2 separate regions of the Danio rerio genome follow, and region 2 is linked to region 1. Evidence: chromatin contacts called from public Hi-C data. All regions are on one chromosome and are shown on one strand. Each heading gives the region's core, a stretch centred on a gene start, on an enhancer-like site or on the middle of the called end of the contact. The rest is flanking DNA. Distances are from core to core; before and after follow the strand shown.

What was found. A called contact is a pair of places that touch in the nucleus more often than the background predicts.
Region 2: a Hi-C map of hematopoietic stem cells shows a contact between it and region 1, with 2.4 times the contacts expected there. The contact joins the promoter of hnrnpub here to the promoter of mcm3 in region 1. A contact is called at or near these places in 1 of 18 Hi-C or Micro-C datasets (hematopoietic stem cells) and 1 of 4 datasets of contacts at active chromatin or transcription factors (embryo).

Annotation. Positions count from the first base shown.
Region 1 is chr20:38,049,332-38,052,177 of GRCz12tu, reverse strand. It overlaps mcm3 (minichromosome maintenance complex component 3), which reads right to left and starts at 1,384. Exons shown (of 17, transcript NM_212567.2): 1 at 1,277-1,384; 2 at 1,001-1,113. The coding sequence starts at 1,351.
Region 2 is chr20:38,348,035-38,351,060 of GRCz12tu, reverse strand. It overlaps hnrnpub (heterogeneous nuclear ribonucleoprotein Ub), which reads right to left and starts at 1,568. Exons shown (of 13, transcript NM_001033595.2): 1 at 985-1,568. The coding sequence starts at 1,420.

The DNA of each region.
Region 1 (2,846 bases), core at 135-2,634:
ATGAAGTCCTAGTTCTGTTCATTTTAATGCACTGAAACATAACTATTCGATTTTACGATATGCTGGCATTGAACAAATGAAGGTTCCGAGAAGGGGCGGGGATATAGATAGACTTCTATTGCAGAGGGACGTGTTTTACATTTACATATTGAATACTTTGTCTCCGACTGGTTTAAATTTGGACTTTGATTTGATTTCTGTCCTGTTGAGATTTGGTCACAGACGCTCAAGCATGCTTGATGTATAAGGACCAGTAGGGTTCATTCGTACATGTCACATGACACATTGTGGCTTCCACAAGAACCAACGCTTTCCAGTGTTAATCAAGCAAGGTTGCTTCTGTTTATGGTAAGATATTTATGTGTTCAAATTTGTTCCTTGAAAAAAAAAACAATTGTGTTTTTAGAATACTTGAATTAAACGGCTTAATTCATGTGGACTGTTTTATTTACTATCTTTATGACAAGTTTTATGTTAATATACTTTCAAACCAGTATCTCAGTATCTCATCTTTTGCATCTAAAACAACATAATGGTGACAATTTAATTGTGAGATCAACTAACTAAGGGATAGCTCACCGAAAACTGAAATTTTCATCATCATTTACTCACCCTTTATTGTCTCAAACCTGTTTAAGTTTCTTTTCTTCTGTTGAACATAAATCAACTTATTTATAAAATTGTGAAAACATGTAATTGACTTACATGGTATTTATTGTTTTCCTACGAGTAAAGGATCATAGGTTTCAAACATTTTTCTAAATATCTCCTTTTGTTTGCCAGAAAAAGTAAACCAAAAACCGTTTGGAACCCCTTGAGGGAGAGTACATCAGTACATGTTCATTTTATGGGTGAACTACCCCTTCAATTTCGGTACAATATAAAATGCGTGTAGTTATGATGTTATTACGCGTGGAAATATACTTGCAAATTATAATAGCATGACCTGATCATACATGTGCACATGGTGTAGTAGTGAAGGGGAACAAACTAGACATACTTTGCTGCTCGCTTTTCATTTCGTCGTCGCAGGTCGTTGAGGTTTACAATGAGCCTGGATTTGTTTTCGCTGATCATCTGCCGTACTTTGCTCTGGTAGATGCCCTGGTCTTGCTGGAAAAGAGTAAAAACGCAAGAATAAAGTTGTAAACAGGCAAAATATGCTTTAAAAATTCTACGAAAAATGTTACGTGGGTGTGGGCCTTTGTTCCTATAAGGCACCTTTACTACAGCAATTCAACCTCTAATAAACATATAATAACTTATTTATGCTTACGTCGTCGTCAAGAAAATCCAAGTAATCCCTCTGAGCCTCCCTCATTTCCTGATCGTCCACAACTTCAGCAGCCATTTTTGCTACAGATCTTTTTAAAGTATGAAGAAAAGTTCAGTGCAGAACACCTCGTGTCTGTCGCAGCACTGTTGTGTGCCTTTTCGCGCCACCAGACTTCTCTCGCAGTTAAAACTGAGCACTGATTGGCCAACACACCAGTGACTCAGTAACATATTCTGCCTCTTGGGTTGCGGCGTCCAATCAAATCCTCGGAAGGAAGATTTTTCCCAACCCACTCGAGTATTTCGCGCGAAAAGTGAGGCGGTTTTGCGCATGCGCGCACAGCCAGAGATGCAGCAGATCTGAGAGCTAATGGATGCAGACATTTTTTGTCCTTTGCCTGTAAATTCGTTTATTAATTCTCAAATCAAGAATTTTACTTCCCTATGATATACAGAATGAGAGAACAAACTTTGTTTGCTACAATTAATGATACTGAATATAATTAAAGTACAAGATAGGCTTGATTTCTTTTTATCGCTTATGACCAATATAGGGCTTATTCATTCACAATTAAAATACGGGCCTATTGCAGAATATGGATGTTTGACTGCAGGTGAAGAACTTGTCCTATCTCCGTACCAAATGGTTTAAAACGTAATGATAGCTTCAGTCACCATTCGCTTTCACTGAATAAAGAAAATGTAATGATAGTGATGACTGAAAAATTGTAAGCCTAACAAAATGTTTTCTTTACCTTTTCAGCACTTTTATTGAATACATTTCCTGATCATGTCGATATTTTTGCGTTTAAGAACAAGTAATTGTATTATACAAAGAGTAGATGTATCTGCTTTACCGCCATCTCGTGGTTGATCTCTCTTTATCTCTCTCAACTAGTTTTTCTCAGTGGCTTTGGTGCATTTTTCACAACATTATTTACATTTGCACAACAGTTAATGCATTTCTCAAAACAATTAGTGCAAACTGCAAGATCTAGTTGATAACCTGCAAAAGCGTGTCACTTGCTCAAAACGTATAGGTCATTCCTCAAAAGCAAGTATTCTATTCATATCAATGAAAGTGTGAGTGTCATCGAAATGAAAAGTCCTGACACCATTATTTATGAACAAGATGGCTTTGTCATGTTTTAATTATGACAGTTTACTCGTGTAAAATAACTACTGTAAATTTCGAAATCACTGCATTTAGTAAGGTATCCAAGTACAAGACACTGAATATGTATGTTTCACATTTTTACTGCATTTGCTCTTTGTAATTCTAATTTATTCACAGCATTGTTAGAAATAATAAATACACCCTTATTTACAACAAACAAACTCCCTTTGGAGATGTGAACAACTGTCAATAAAATTACAGTACATATTGGAACTGAACCTACAACATACAGGTCTGTAAATCGTTCATGAAATTGTTCAATTTAGAAGACATTATCAGGGGAAAAAAAAAAAAAATATATATATATATATATATATATATATATATATATATATATATATATATATATATATATATATATATATATATATATATATATAATTGTTTATAAAAT
Region 2 (3,026 bases), core at 319-2,818, 300 kb before region 1:
ATTTGCTTGGTTATATCATTATGGCATTCAGGATTTAAACTGCAACATTGATCTGACTGTGTTAAGCAGATCAGACAAAAATAATATGGGTGGTGCAAACAATTGTGTATCAAGTGCTTTTCTTTGCAACAATGTAATGCATTCACAAGTGAATATTATGTTACAATATGTGTTTTATATGTAGGCTTCTGCAGCTGGCTATACAATAAATGCTCACATCTTGAATGAGCATCATTAGGCGAACAGCGTCAATTTATTATCCTGAACTGACCTCGAACGGAAGCAGACGGCGCCATCTTGAATTCTGAACAGAAACTAAACAATGGCCTTTTCTTTGGACGCTCCATCTAATATGTGATCAAATAAATTTGAAAAATACGACTCCAACCTTATCACTCATTTTCCGCTCTAATCCCATCAATTCTGCATTATCTACCATAAGGTTTTCTGCACAACAACGTCCGCGTCCACGCGAGAACAGCGCGCCTCGAGCATGCAGCGAGGCTATTCTCTCGCGAGACATTTCACCGTTGCCTAAATTAGCCAAACCGACCAAAATAAAAAGATATAACAAAAAACTGTTATTTTGCAGATTATAGCGCAAATATATAGTCATTCAGAACAAAATATGCACAATAACCAACAAACCAAAAGACAAAAGGCTAGCTAGCGCGGGCGTTTCGACTAACTTAGCTTAACTAGCATAACGTTACACTGAAAACAAACAAATAAATAAAAAATAAAACTCAAAACCGTAAACTCAATCTTTAAAAAAAGCTCAGAGCTAGTACAGAAACTAAACTCAAATCCAAAGGATTAGCACGTCGGCTACATACACAATAGCTCCCGGTTAGCCATTAGCCACCTATGCTAAACGATGATCTCACCGGCTTCAATGCGCACGTGAATTCGATCCTCCCGCGTCCAGAAAACCGCTTTTTACACCAAAAAACTCACCCTCTAATGGATGAGATTAAAGCTCACCGTCTTCAACGTCGATTTTGTCAATGATATCGTCTTCTTCATCATCTTCATCGTCTAAGGCTTTGTCTATTTCCTCCCCGGCGTCGTCGTCCTCCTCCTCCTCCTCCTCCTCTCCCATTTCGTCGTCCTGACCGGCGGCTTCATCTCCTTCCCCATTCTGCTCCTCGGCCTCCATGTTTTCCCCCTCCGGCTCTTCTTCACCCGTACCTTCTTGTTCGGCTGCAACGCCGTTTCCATCGGCATCGTTTCCTACCTTACTACCTTCTGTAGTCCCTGGCGCGGTCGTTTCTTCCTCTTGGGCCTGGGCCTCTGCGTCGAGCGCGGCCTGCAGACGCTCCATGAGCTCGGCCTTCAACCCCTTGTCAGAGAGCTGCCGCTTCTTTAGCTCGTCCTTCAGCTCGTTCACCTTAAGCTTTTTCACGTTGATTTCACTCATCTTGTCGATTTAGCGTAGATGGTCTAATAAAAACAGAGAGACTCGGTTGTTTGAATATAGCAATGCAGGGGAGCCGACGGCCGCTTCGCTTCTGTGAGTTGCACACAGCCGCGGTGATTCTGCGTCTGTCCACCGGCAAAACAATTCAATGGCGCCTTAGGTACTCAGACCCCTCCCAAATCTACTGTGCCGAGGAAACATGGGCGTGTCCAGCACAAATGATCCTCCTCGACTTTTAAACATGCCCCCATTTTGGTAGATGAATTCGGGTGTTTATTATTCTTTTTTATTTATTTATTTATTTATTTATTTATTTATTTATTTATTTATTTATTCATTTAAACGGGAATACAGAGTTATACATAAAAAAGTACACAAAGGAATTAACAAAAAATTCAATACGTTTAATTCAAGCATATTAATCATGTACATTTAAGTATTTTCTTCAGCAGTTGAGTGAATTTGGGGGGATAAGCAGGAATTTTAAAATGCTTTAAAGCTGAATAATTAAGCTTTCCATTAATGTACTTTGTTAGGATAGGACAATTTTCTCCCCATGTCTGTGTGGGCTTCCTCCTAGTGCTCTGGTTTCCCCAAAAAGTCCGAACACATTTGGTATAGATGAATTAGATAAGCTAAATTGTCCATAGTGAATGTGTGCGAATGAAATTGCATTGATGTTTCCCAGTGATGGGTTACAGCTGAAAGGGCATCCGCTGCGTAAAATATGCTGGATAAGCTGGTGGTTCATTCTGCTGTGGTGACCCAAGATGATATATTTTGTTATATTTACAGTAAATGTTCAAGTAAATAAATAAATGAAATATGATCTTTAAATTGTAATGATATTTGGTATAAAAGAAAAAAAATTTTTTTTTTTTTCAAACAAGCCTATTTTTTGGTTATAGGCAAAATATACCAATAAACCAAATGCGATTTGTGAATTTATTATCATTTATGAATTGTATTATTAAGCAAAAGCCTAATACATTGAATATACGATCACTGAAAAAAATACATTACCCTGGCTCTGTTCACAATCACTCAAAAATATTTGCAAATCGAGCTTTTACTTTCTCAATACATTTTACAGCGTTCATATCATTGTCTTGCAATGTTTAAATACCTCCTACCTGCTTAACAAGATTTTTTTTTTAGCCAAGAATGACTTACAGGAAATCTTTGTTGACAACAGCAAAATTCATTCATTCATTCATTCATTCATTTTCGGCTTAGTCCCTTTATTCATCAAGGGACGCCACAAAGGAATGAACCGCCAACTTATTCAGCATGTGTTTTACGCAGCGGATGCCCTTTCAGCTGCAACCCAGTACTGGGAAACACCCATACACACTCATTCACATACATACACTATGGCCAATTTAACTTATTCAATTCACTTATAGCGCATGTCTTTGGACTGTGGATGAAACTGGAGCACCTGGAGGAAACCCATGTGCAGGGGCAGATTTAACCAATAAGCAAGGAAAGCAGCCACTTAGGGCCCCAGGAAATCTGAGGGCCCCCAAATAAATACCTAGAAGTATAAATGATACTATAAATTATAACATCGTTTTCTGTCACATTTTGTTTAGTGAGGGTCTAA